3 separate regions of the Mus musculus genome follow, and all the other regions are linked to region 3. The links are chromatin contacts, called in public HiChIP or PLAC-seq maps. All regions are on one chromosome and are shown on one strand. Each heading gives the region's core, a stretch centred on a gene start, on an enhancer-like site or on the middle of the called end of the contact. The rest is flanking DNA. Distances are from core to core; before and after follow the strand shown. Region 1 overlaps Psap (prosaposin). Region 2 has its middle 25 kb from the start of Psap. Region 3 overlaps Cdh23 (cadherin 23 (otocadherin)).

What was found. HiChIP or PLAC-seq counts read pairs in DNA pulled down with a chosen protein or histone mark.
Region 1: a contact with region 3 is called in an H3K27ac HiChIP or PLAC-seq map of microglia, with 5 times the contacts expected there. The contact joins two enhancer-like sites. A contact is called at or near these places in 3 of 115 datasets of contacts at active chromatin or transcription factors (bone marrow-derived macrophages, embryonic stem cells and microglia) and 1 of 9 other capture datasets (embryonic stem cells).
Region 2: an H3K4me3 HiChIP or PLAC-seq map of bone marrow-derived macrophages shows a contact between it and region 3, with 2.8 times the contacts expected there. The contact joins two enhancer-like sites. A contact is called at or near these places in 2 of 115 datasets of contacts at active chromatin or transcription factors (acute myeloid leukemia and bone marrow-derived macrophages).

Annotation. Positions count from the first base shown.
Region 1 is chr10:60,288,174-60,291,957 of GRCm38.p6, forward strand. It overlaps Psap (prosaposin), which reads left to right. Exons shown (of 15, transcript NM_011179.3): 2 at 3,466-3,599. Among named protein-coding and RNA genes, the nearest start is that of Psap, 12 kb to the left of the region's middle. Within about 2 kb of position 2,003, at least 89 of the 459 cell types and tissues checked have an H3K27ac peak or open chromatin away from gene starts, as enhancers often do. A contact at or near this core is called in bone marrow-derived macrophages and microglia, where this site is marked.
Region 2 is chr10:60,251,005-60,254,437 of GRCm38.p6, forward strand. No RefSeq gene overlaps it. Among named protein-coding and RNA genes, the nearest start is that of Psap, 25 kb to the right of the region's middle. Within about 2 kb of position 1,342, at least 78 of the 459 cell types and tissues checked have an H3K27ac peak or open chromatin away from gene starts, as enhancers often do. A contact at or near this core is called in acute myeloid leukemia and bone marrow-derived macrophages, where this site is marked.
Region 3 is chr10:60,565,625-60,569,376 of GRCm38.p6, forward strand. The region is part of intron 7 of Cdh23 (cadherin 23 (otocadherin)); the gene reads right to left. Among named protein-coding and RNA genes, the nearest start is that of Gm51803, 120 kb to the right of the region's middle. Within about 2 kb of position 1,262, at least 68 of the 459 cell types and tissues checked have an H3K27ac peak or open chromatin away from gene starts, as enhancers often do. A contact at or near this core is called in acute myeloid leukemia, bone marrow-derived macrophages and microglia, where this site is marked.

The DNA of each region.
Region 1 (3,784 bases), core at 753-3,252, 280 kb before region 3:
AGGTTCTGAGCAATTCTTGCTTCCCAGACTTCTGGTTTGTGTGTGTGTGTGTGTGTGTGTGTGTGTGTGTGTGTGTGTGTGTGTGTGTGTGTGTATGAGTATGTGTGGGGGAATGGTTGAGGTTGGGTGGGCAGGCAGTAGGTGTGCATGTGCCATGGTGTGAGTGTGGAGGTCAGAGGTCAACTTTTGGGGGTTTTCCTACCAAATGGGTTCCAGGCATCGGGTTCAGGTTGCCAGGCTTGGCAGCAAACACATTTTAGCCATTGTATCATCTTGGCTGAATCTTGTTAAGTAGTACCAACTAGCTTCTATAATCCCCCTGCCTCAGTCTCCCAATGACTAGACTTTCAGGTGTAAACTACTACACCTGACTTCTATGAGTGCTTTTGTTGTTGTTGTTTTTTTTAATAACACTTACATGTATAGACACAATCCACAGTGTATAAGTTGTAAGAGTCGTTCTTTCCCCAGTGGGACTAGAATACAACCCCCACCCCACCCCGTGGTTTGGCAGTAAGCACCTTTACCTGCTGAGCCATCTTACCTGGAAGTGTTTGGAGTCCTGCTTCTAGGGCTGCCGTGGAACCCGGCTCCTGACAGCTATCCTTAATACCATATAATTCTGGTGATACCTAGTTTTATTTTGGGTTATTTTGTTATTACATTATTTGCCAGGACTGAGGATTGAACCTGGTTCCCACATGTGCTAGGCATGTTTGCCGCTGAGCTGTATCAACCTTTGTAGATGCCTTCTGTTTCGTTTGAGACAGGGTCTCATCTCACTATGGCCCTGCCATTGCCTCTCAGTGCTGGGATTAAGGTTGTATCACCATGCCCAACCTTGGTTTTGTGCTTTTGAGACAGGGTTTTCTATGAGTACTAGGCTGGCTTTGTACTTAACTGCCCCAGGCTAGCCCCAGTAGTCCTTCCCCAGACTTCAGTGCTGGGATTGCAATGTTACCATTGTTATTTAGACAGAGTTTCACTTGGTAATTCTGGTTGGCCTGGAACTCTGTGTGTGTGTGTGTGTGTGTGTGTGTGTGTGTGTGTGTATGCGTGTGTATGCATGCGAGTGTATGCGTGTGTATGCCTGTGTATCAATCAAGCTGGCCTTGAGCTTACTGAGGCCTTTGGTGGCATATCTCTTCATCGCAGCTCTAAGAGAGGCTGCAGCAGGAGGACTTTGAGTTTGAAGTGAGCCCTTGCTGTATATAGAGATCTTGTCTCAGAAGACTGAAAGGGGAAGGAAAGACAACGGTCCCCACCCCCACGGGCTTTGATTCCTGGGCCAGGCCCTTGAAATGTAGAGTTTAACTTGTATGTGTGTGCTGAGTGCTCTTCATATCTACAAGGACATAGGTAACAGCAGGTTGAATCAGACCCTGCTAGGAGCTCGGGCAAACAGTCTAAGAACATTCTTAGAGGTAGCTGGCCAACTGCCGGAGAAGGAAATTGGTTTTAAGGACTGAATGTTGCAGGCTTGGAGGTCAGAACATAACTGGTCAAAAAGTGGTTTGGGTTCATTTTTTGAAAAAGATTTTTAATTTTGATTATGTATGTGTACATGACTATGGGTGCCCGTGGAGGTCAGAAGAGTTAGATCTTCCTGAAGTGAGTTACAGGTATTCAGGTCTGCTGCAAGAACAGTGTGTGGTATCAGCCATCTCTCCAGCCCTGGGTAATTATCTATTTATTGATAAATACCCTGGGGTTGGACGTCCGTGCCTAACAAGACAACCCAACTCTTTCCTTGGTGTGTCCCTTGTTGGGTTAAGGCTGGCCCTCTGATTTTAGTTAGTTGCACAGTGACCTGGGGTCTGGAACCATCCAGAACAGCTCCACTCCCCTGCCATAGGCAGGACAGCTCTGCTCCCTCGCCTGTTTGAAAACCGCCATGTGTGCCTCTATGATGTTTTCCCTGCCCTCCTATCATGTGGGTCCTGGGGTTCACCCACTGAGCCAACCCCTCCCCCACATTGTTTTCCTTTTGAGATAAGAGGCTCACAACTCAGACCATTCTCCTTCCTCTGCCTCCCTAAAGTATGGTTTCTAAGTGTGCCGCCACAGCTCAGTGCTCCCACTTCTCTTTCCAGTGGGCTGCCCTGCCGGTGTCTTTCCTTTTCACTGCCTTAGCTCTTGTGGTTAAAGTGCAGGTATGAGTCTCTGTTCTGTGCCCTCAGATCCCTAGCCACTGCTGGGATGGTGCCCGTAGGGTGGTGCACCTCTGTCTTAGGGACAGCTCACTGGGTAGTGTGCTGGGCACTGAATAAGATGCTAAGTTTGTTACCTGGATCTGGGTCAGGGTTACTTTCAGACCTCTGTCACCAGGCTAAAGCAGGCTGACTGAATGTGGTTTCCGTGTCAAGTTCCTGGAAGGCAAAACAAACACAGGGTCTGCTGTGGCTCAGGCTTGTGATTGCAGGCTATGCTCCCAGAAACCTGATGACTTTGGTCATTATAGCAAGTCCCCAGTAAAGATGGAAGTGGGCAGTGTTAGCAGTCAGTGTTAGTTAGCCTGCTTCCTGGTCTGCTGGGGTTCGAGCCTGCTGGCCTCTGGTTCCTCATGTGCCTGCTACTAGGCACCATATTTTTCCTCACTGGGGGTAGCACCAGGCAGTATGGTTTTTGTTTTGGAACATGGTTCTGTAGCTCAGGCTGGCCTGGAACCCAGGTTAGGCCTCGGGTAGTATGTATAGCTTAGCTCTTAGGAACCTTTGCCAAGTGACCCCCACCCCCATTACTCAGCCTGGGCTGGGCTGGGCTGGGCTGGGCTGGGCTGGGCTGGGCTGGGCTGGGCTGGGCTGGGCTGGGCTGGCCTCTGGGAAGTTGGGCTTGAGAACATGCTGCTTTTGTGAGTTGGGGTGCGTGTGCGCGCCTGTGCGTGTTTGTGTGGTGGCCGGCAAGGCTGGAGTACGGGCAGAAGATGCAGGACCGTGTGCCCAGCTCCTTAGTTCATTCCCTTAGTCTTTAGGAAGAGCCTGCTCATGGATGTCTGTGTGGGGTACATGTTTGTGGGATGCAAACATGGACTTCCTGGGTGTCCAAGGTGAAGCAGTGTGGCCACGGGGTTTTCATGGTTGATTGAAGCCACGTGCCTCTTGTTTTCATCAGAGGTTGGGGGCAGCATCCTGATACCTGCCAGAGTTTGGTCCTCATGCTAGCCCATCTTCTGCGTCTGATAAAAATCCTCTGTGTAGCCCAGGCTGGCCTCAAACTCACCATCCCCTGCTTCAGCCTCCTGAGTGCTACGGATTACTCCAGTCAGATTTTGAGGACTCAGAACCTGACACTAGACAGGACACGTGCCTCCTGTCAGTCCTATGACTTAGGGCAGGCTCTCCCTGGCCAGCCATTCTGCGATACAGTCTGTATTTCTTGGGCTAGGGAGACCCAGTGATCTCTCAGCCAGCAGGCAGAGCTAGTCCTTAACTCTGCGTACTTATGTATTGGGCGGTTTTCCTTTAGCTCTGACCAGCCCTGTCCAAGACCCGAAGACATGCTCTGGGGGCTCAGCAGTGCTGTGCAGAGATGTGAAGACGGCGGTGGACTGTGGGGCCGTGAAGCACTGCCAGCAGATGGTCTGGAGCAAGCCCACAGCGGTGAGTGCCCGCTCCCAGTGTCTATGCAGAGCACTTGGTCCTTGCCCCTGCCCCTGCCCCTGCCCCTGGTTGTACTCTGCTTACCTTTCCTGTCCCACAGGCACCTTGTCTCTTGGTGACCCACTCACCTGTGGGCCCTCAGGGTCTACCCCCTGTCCCGGGTGAGGGTCGTGGTGCAGGCACAG
Region 2 (3,433 bases), core at 92-2,591, 310 kb before region 3:
CTCAGTAGACCAGGCTGGCCTCTGAACACATAGAAAGCCAGGCTGTTTCCAACCTGGGACCCCAGAGCTGGGGCAGGCAGATACAGGATGCCTACCTATCTAGCTGAAAAGAGCTGTGGGTTCCAGGTTCAACAAGGGATCCCATCTTAGCCAGAGGTGGAGGTGTACCCCTATAATCCCAGCACCTAGGAGGGAGAGGCAAGTGGGTTCTTGTGATCTCAAAGCCAGCTTGCTCTATATCGAAAGTACAGGTTAGACCTGGTCTCCACGGGGCAAGGAGGAACAGACAGACCGATTGAGACCCTCTCTCCAGGTAGGGAGGAAGACCCCACCATCCTGGTCTCCCTGTCTCCCCATTCAAGGGAATTTTTTTAAAAAAAGATTTATTTATTACATGTAAGTACACTGTAGCTGTCTTCAGACACACCAGAAGAGGGCGTCAGATCTCGTTACAGATGGTTGTGAGCCACCATGTGGTTGCTGGGATTTGAACTCTGGACCTTCGGAAGAGCAGTCGGGTGCTCTTACCCACTGAGCCATCTCACTAGCCCCCTCAAGGGAATTTTTTTAAAAAGATTTATTTATTATATGTAAGTACACTGTAGCTGTTTTCAGAGACACAGAGGGCATCCAATTTCATTAAGGATGGTTGTGAGCCACCATGTGGGTGCTGGGGACTGAACTCAGAACCTCTGGAAATGCAGACAGTGTTTGTGAATAACCACAGAGCCATCTCTCTAGCCCCAGGCTTTCTTTAATTTTAATAAAAAAAAAAAAAAATTAGGGGGCTGGAGAGCTGGCTCCGTGGTTAAGAGCACTGGTTGCTCTTCCTGAGGACCTGGGTTTGATACTCGGCACCCACACGGCAGCTAGCTCCAAGGATCTGATGCCCCCTTCTGGTCTCTGAATGCACTGGGCATGCAAGTGGCACACAGACATACACACAAGCAGAACACTCATACACATGAAATAAACTAAAAATAAAAACAAAAATTAAAATTAAAAAAAAAATAGTGGAAGGGTTGAGGGGAGGCACAGATTTGTGGAGGAGGTCCCGGGAGTCAAACCCAGGTCTCCAGGCCTATAAGGTGCCTCAACCCTGGTAGGCACCACAGAGCCTGTCCTGGACTTGTCCTCTTCAGGGGAGGGGCTTCTCTAACTTCCGGACTGCCCTTCATTGTCTGTTCTATTTTGCCTCATCTGAACTTCACTGAAGAGGAGACTGAAGGCAGAGAGAGGGAGGGGGCTCCTTCCAAAGTTGTAAACTGGACCACACTGGCCCAGGCAGGCCAGAACATACTGGAGAGAGATGGCCCCTCGGCAGATGGCCTCTTGCTGCAAATGGCTTCTTGGGCCCTAGAAAGATCGCCCTGAGGACAGGCAGGGTGTGTGTGACCTCATAGTGTGTGAATGATCTGAATAATAGCGACCGACCCAGAGCTCCAGCTGCTGCTGGTTAGCAGGGCAGGCACACCTATCCCTAGAGCACTACTGTGTGTGTGTGTGTGTGTGTGTGTGTGTGTGTGTGTGTGTGTGTGTGTGTGTGTATGTGTGTGTGTGTGTGTTTGTGTGTGTGTGTGCATGTGCCAACTGTGCACAAGTATGGCCCCACTCAGGCCTAGGGCAATGAGGGTGCTCCTGCTCCGGCTAGGGGAACCCATCACCCCTGCCTGTCCCATGGGTAAGGTTTCTGATCCCTTTTCTCAGGAAAGCTGTAGTGCAGGTGACTGGCTTTGCACACAGTAGTAATTTCGAAAGAGGATGGATATTGCTCAGGGCTACAGGCTCAAGGAGTCTTGTGCAATGTTGGGGGCAGGGGAGGAGGTGGTGGCCAGAAACTGTTGGTGTCGCTTCCCTAAGCATCCTGGGCTGCTCTCCCCAGCTTAACCTCCAAAAATGCCCTGTGTGGGGGAACAGAGGTCAGGAGGTGGCTCAGCTTTTTGTTGGGCGAGGATCCAGGAAGCAGCAGACCAAAGACTGATTTAACCAATCAGTTGGTTGACTGATTGACTGATTGGGTTTTGAGATAGGGTTTTGGGTGGCTGTGGCTGGCCACAGCTTCTCTAGGTAGCCAAAGCAGGCCCTGAGCTCACAGAGACCCACCTACCTCTGCCTCTGGAATGCTGGGATTAAAGGCATGTATATCACCACTGCCCAGACCTATTTATTATTTACTGAGACTCCCTCATTCTGTAGCCCAGGCTGGCCTGAAACTTGTAGTAAAAGCCTTCTTCCTCAGCTTTCTTTAGTGCTGAGGTCACAGGCACAGATCACACCCATCTGGAATTCTTGGAACCTAGGGAACCCACCTTACTTACAGTGATTAGCTAAACCGCACCCTTCACATACCTGCGATCCCTGTTACAACAGAAACAGATTTTTTTTTTCAAACAAAGCTTAATGCTTCACTGTTGTAATCCCGGCCATCAGCACCAAAGTGAGGATGGAGACTTCCGGGTTAGCCTGGTCCACACAGCAAGATGCTGTAGCCAACAGTAAGCTTTAAATATTCAGCCTTATTAAGGCTGCAAATATAAGTTGCTTTCAGATAGAGGCCTTTTTACGTTTCCCCTCCTCTTCATCCTTTCTTTTTCTTTCTCCCTGCTTCTCTCCCTCCCACAATTACTCTCCATAGATTACAGCATATTGCTGTTGTAATCTGTGGACTGTTGGAAACAGAAGCAGACACCCACAGCCAAACATGGGTCAGAGGTCAGGGACCACAATGTAAGAGTTGGGGGGAGGATCGAAGGAGCTGAAGGGGATGGGAACCCCACAGGAAGAACAGCAGAGTCAACTGACCCGGACCCCTGGGAGTCTCAGAGACAGAGCCACCAGCTGAAGAGCATACACGGGCTGGACCAAGGCCCCTGGCACATGGGTAGCATACGTGCAGCTCAGTCTTCGTGTGGGTCCTCCTACAACTGGGGCTGAGGCTCGTCTCTAAAGCTGTAGCCTAACTGTGGCCCAACCGGGCTGTCTTGTCTGAGCTCACAGAGACCCACCTACCTCTGCCTCTGGAGTGCTGGGATTAAAGGCATGTATATCACCACTGCCCAGACCTATTTATTATTTATTGAGACTGAGACTCCTTATTCTGTAGCCCAGGCTGGCCTGACACTTGTGGTAAGCCTTCTTCCTCAGCTTTCTTTAGTGCTGAGATCTCAGGCACAGATCACACCCATCTGGAATCCTTGGTGGAAGAGGATGCACCCAACCCTGCAGACTTGATGTGCCAGCATAGAGAGGATCCCTGACGGAGGCCTGTCCTCTCAGAGGAGAAGGGGGGAGATAGGGGGAAGGACTCTGTGAGGGGGTGGGGGTGGGGGTTGCGGGGGCTGAGAGAGTTGAGGAGGGAGGGAAAGGGCAGAGTTTGGGATTTAATTAATTAATTAAAAAATTATTGGCCACCCCATCAACCCTCTATAACTCT
Region 3 (3,752 bases), core at 12-2,511:
TATCTGATTTCCACACTGTGGTATGCACATGGCTGTGTGTTTAACTCACTCTCACATTCACTCAAACACACAGACTGGCAGGCAGGCAGACAGACAGACTGGATAGATAAAAATCAAAGTATTAGGGGGTGAACAATCTATGGTTGAGGCTGGACTTGGCCCACACAGCCTGTGTTTGTGCACGTCACCAACGTTTCCACGCGTGTGTTGGGGGGGGAGGGAATCTGGAGATAGTATTTCATAGCTCATGGAAATTGCATAAGATCCGAGCTCAGCATCTGTGGCCTAGCCATGCTCATGCATCTTTCAGGTGTGCCCAATCCTGTGATGCTGACATCTGTCATCTCTGAACATTTCCAAAGTTCATGTTCCAGACCCATGCAGTCTAATCACCATAAATAGATAGATAGATAGATAGATAGATAGATAGATAAAAATTATCATCATGTTTTAGTAAGCTTTACAGTTAAACATTTGTGTCACATTTATTGTCATCCTTGGTCACATGGCCTGTATCCAGTGTGTGTGTCCCAGGCTGGACTTACCTGTATATATACCATCTATAATTGCTTTTGTGTGGCCAGGAAGCTTAATGGTTGCAACAGAGACCCTAGGAGAATTCTAACTACTTACTAGGCGGTGCTTTGTAGAAGGTGTCCACTAGCCCGTAAGCTGGGTCCAGGTTCCAAGCCCCAACAGGGAGCACAATGAAAAAGAACAGCTGTGGGATGACTTTCTTTACATGCGAATGCGAGACGCAGGAAAAGATGCAGGGTTCCACCTACATGCCCACAGGGGTGCCTCAATATCTGTAGTGAACAGACTTCCCTTTCAACATCTCCCCACTGTGTCCAGCTTCAGAGCTGGGGTGGGGGTGGGGGTCTAAGCTTGCCTTGCCAGAGTCTCTGCTCCTACAGGTCCACGGGGCTCCCTGCCCAGCTGGCTGGGGCTTGAGCGAGCATGTTGTCGATAAGCGGGTGTCTGCGTGGCTGGAGGAGAGGAATCAGAGCGGGTAATTGCCGCGTGAAGATGACAGCGCAGCGATTTATCCACCCCAAACCAGGCTCCCGCATACCAAGAGGCAACCTGCAGCTGAGAATCGATACCGCCCCAGAGGAGGGATTATTAGGGACAGAAGGGGGCTGGAAGGATCCATATGAACCTGATGGCTGTCTATTTCGAAAGAGGCTACAAGCTGCATGAGAAGCATGCGCTCTCGGGAGTGTTTGCTCTGCCAGGGAAAGCCAGGCTGGCGGAAGCTGTGGGGCCCTCTCTAAAACCCACTTCCTGAAACCCAAGGACTGGAGAGGTAACGAAGGTCTCAAGAGTCAGGCTAAGGGACAGAAACGGCAATGGGAACCCAGGAGGGAGTCGTCTTTCTAAGGCCCGACATAGAACCTTGTTGGAGTCCCAGCTCCATCTCAGTTCTCTGTAGGATGGGAAGTTACCGAGCATTGTGAGGCCACTAGCCCGGGGGGATGCTGGGAATTCCCAGGTTAGGGCCACAGCCAGCAGTGGCTGGAGAAGGGAATGGGGATTTTCAATTCTGAAAGTCTTCCCTGTCTCATTTGGGACTTTCTCTCTTGTCATTTTCCAAAGCAGTTTGGGAAAGGTTGAAATGGGGAGACCACTGCCCCAGTATCTTCTGGGGAGATGAGTATACAACTTCTTGGGATAGTGGGGGCCAGATAGGCTCATCCACAAGAGTCTATGTGTAGTCATATGTGGGGGATCCCAGCTGCCATCACTCTCCAAGGACCATGGATGCTGGGATGGAGTGCACACTCTGTGACTAAAATCTAGAAAGCACAGACACATTTTGTGCCACAAAATGAAGAAAAGAGCTGCCATCTGCTCTCCTCTGACTTGGTGGGTTCTCCCAGTGCAGCCCCAGGAGCCCAGAGGCCTAGAAAAATATGCACTCTGGTCTTTGAGAGAGCCCCAGGCCTTGCACTTTACCCTAACAACTGGAGGCATCTCTCTACGACTTGACTCTGAGGTTGTGAGAGCTCCCCAGTGCTCAGTGAGTGGCCAGTCCCAGGCTACCCTCTCAAGACTCCCAGGTTCCCAGAAAAAAAAGAGGCCCATGGTTTCAACTAGGATCCTGGCAGAAAAAGTGTTAAGAAGCCATGGATGCTTGCTCTTCTGCTAGGTGCATCCCACCCTCCGGGAGTAGAGAAGGAAGGAAAAGGTGAGCAGAGATGGAGAAGGAGAAAAGGCTGGAGGAAAAGAGACAAAGAAGAGGGGTCAGAGAACAGGGTAAATGGAAGAAGAGGAGGAAGAGAGGTCACATGGAGAGAGGAGGGGGGAGGAGGAGGAGGAGGAGGAGAGGCAGGGGGAGGGATGAAGGCGGAGGGCCTGGGAACTTGAACTCAGGCTTGGAGTGTGTCTATCAGTTGCCACAAGGGCAGGGAAGTGGGTGCTGAGCCACAGAGCATGGCTTGCTTGGCTTGGAAGTGACACCCTGGTTTTTAGGAGGGTTGCTTCCTTGCTTGGAGAGACCTGGGTTCCAAGTTGCCGGTAGGCTGGGCTCGAAAGTAAGCCAGTTTTGCCCTAGAGCCCCCAGAGTACATCAGTGTGTTTACTCTGATAGCCTAGCTGGGATGTCACAAAGAGGACCAGACTGTAGTGTGCTGTCTGTAGGTCAAGGTCATTCATTTGCCCTGCTAGCTGGGAAGGGAGTCAGAGCATCAAGCAGGTAGGGAGACAACATGGGGAGAGACCTCACCAGTGACCTGGGGCTTAGGTCCTGACTGGCAGGGTCAGGTACTGGGATCTCCCTAGATCACCCAGAGACAAGCAACCCATCTTCTCAGGGTTACACAGCCCAGGGCTTTTGATCTTAGATTCCAATGTGTTGCTCAGTTCTGATTCTGCTCTTGACAAATGGGAGACTCAGTAGGTCCCCTCCTCTACCTCACTTTCCCCATTGTAGTCCAGCTACAAGAGTCTGTGCCCTGCCAGCCTCCCCGGGCTTCGGTGAGGCTTTAGTATAGTGGGACAGCCACCGTTTGTTGGTGCGCTTCAGAAACACAAATGTACTTTTGTAAAGAAAAGCAAACACAAGCTGAGAAGACTGACTGCCAACTCCTGTGAGCTAACGTCGCCCACCCCCACCAAGCAGGGAGTTTTTGTAGCTGCCTGTCATTTGCTAGAAAGCATTCCCTTTGCCATCAGACCACCCCAATGCCCTCACCTAGTATACTGTGTTGCTAAAATCAGATTAATTCAAGATTCAAAAAGAAACAACCGTACTGAACAAGACAGGAGCCCAAGGTTGGGGTGGGGGGTGAAACAACTTTGGGGCCAGTACCTCACCAATCATGATGCATCCCTGAATGTCAACTGTCTCCTGTCTGGGCTTCAGTTTCCCTAGACATTATATGCATGGTGAGTGAGGGGATTAGGGGTCAAGGTTCTGGGATTCTCTGGTTATGATCTAAGCAGAGATGTTTCCCAGCACCATCACCTTCCCTGTCAGCCCCTCGGGAAGACTGGTGGCAAGCTATTAGAACCTTCTGGAAGACCAGCGGCAAGCTATTAGAACCTTCTCTAAGACCAAGGGCATGCTACTAGAACCTTCTGGAGGGTGTGGCAAATCTGCAGCTTAGAGTTCACATTCTGTCCATTTGGAAAAAAAAAGACTCCCTCATCACTTCCTCCCTGAGCAACACATCCTGTAGCGACCTCATAGGGAAAGCACGTGAGTGAGTGGTACAGCCAGGCCGTTTTCTTTCCTGAGCTGTGCAACA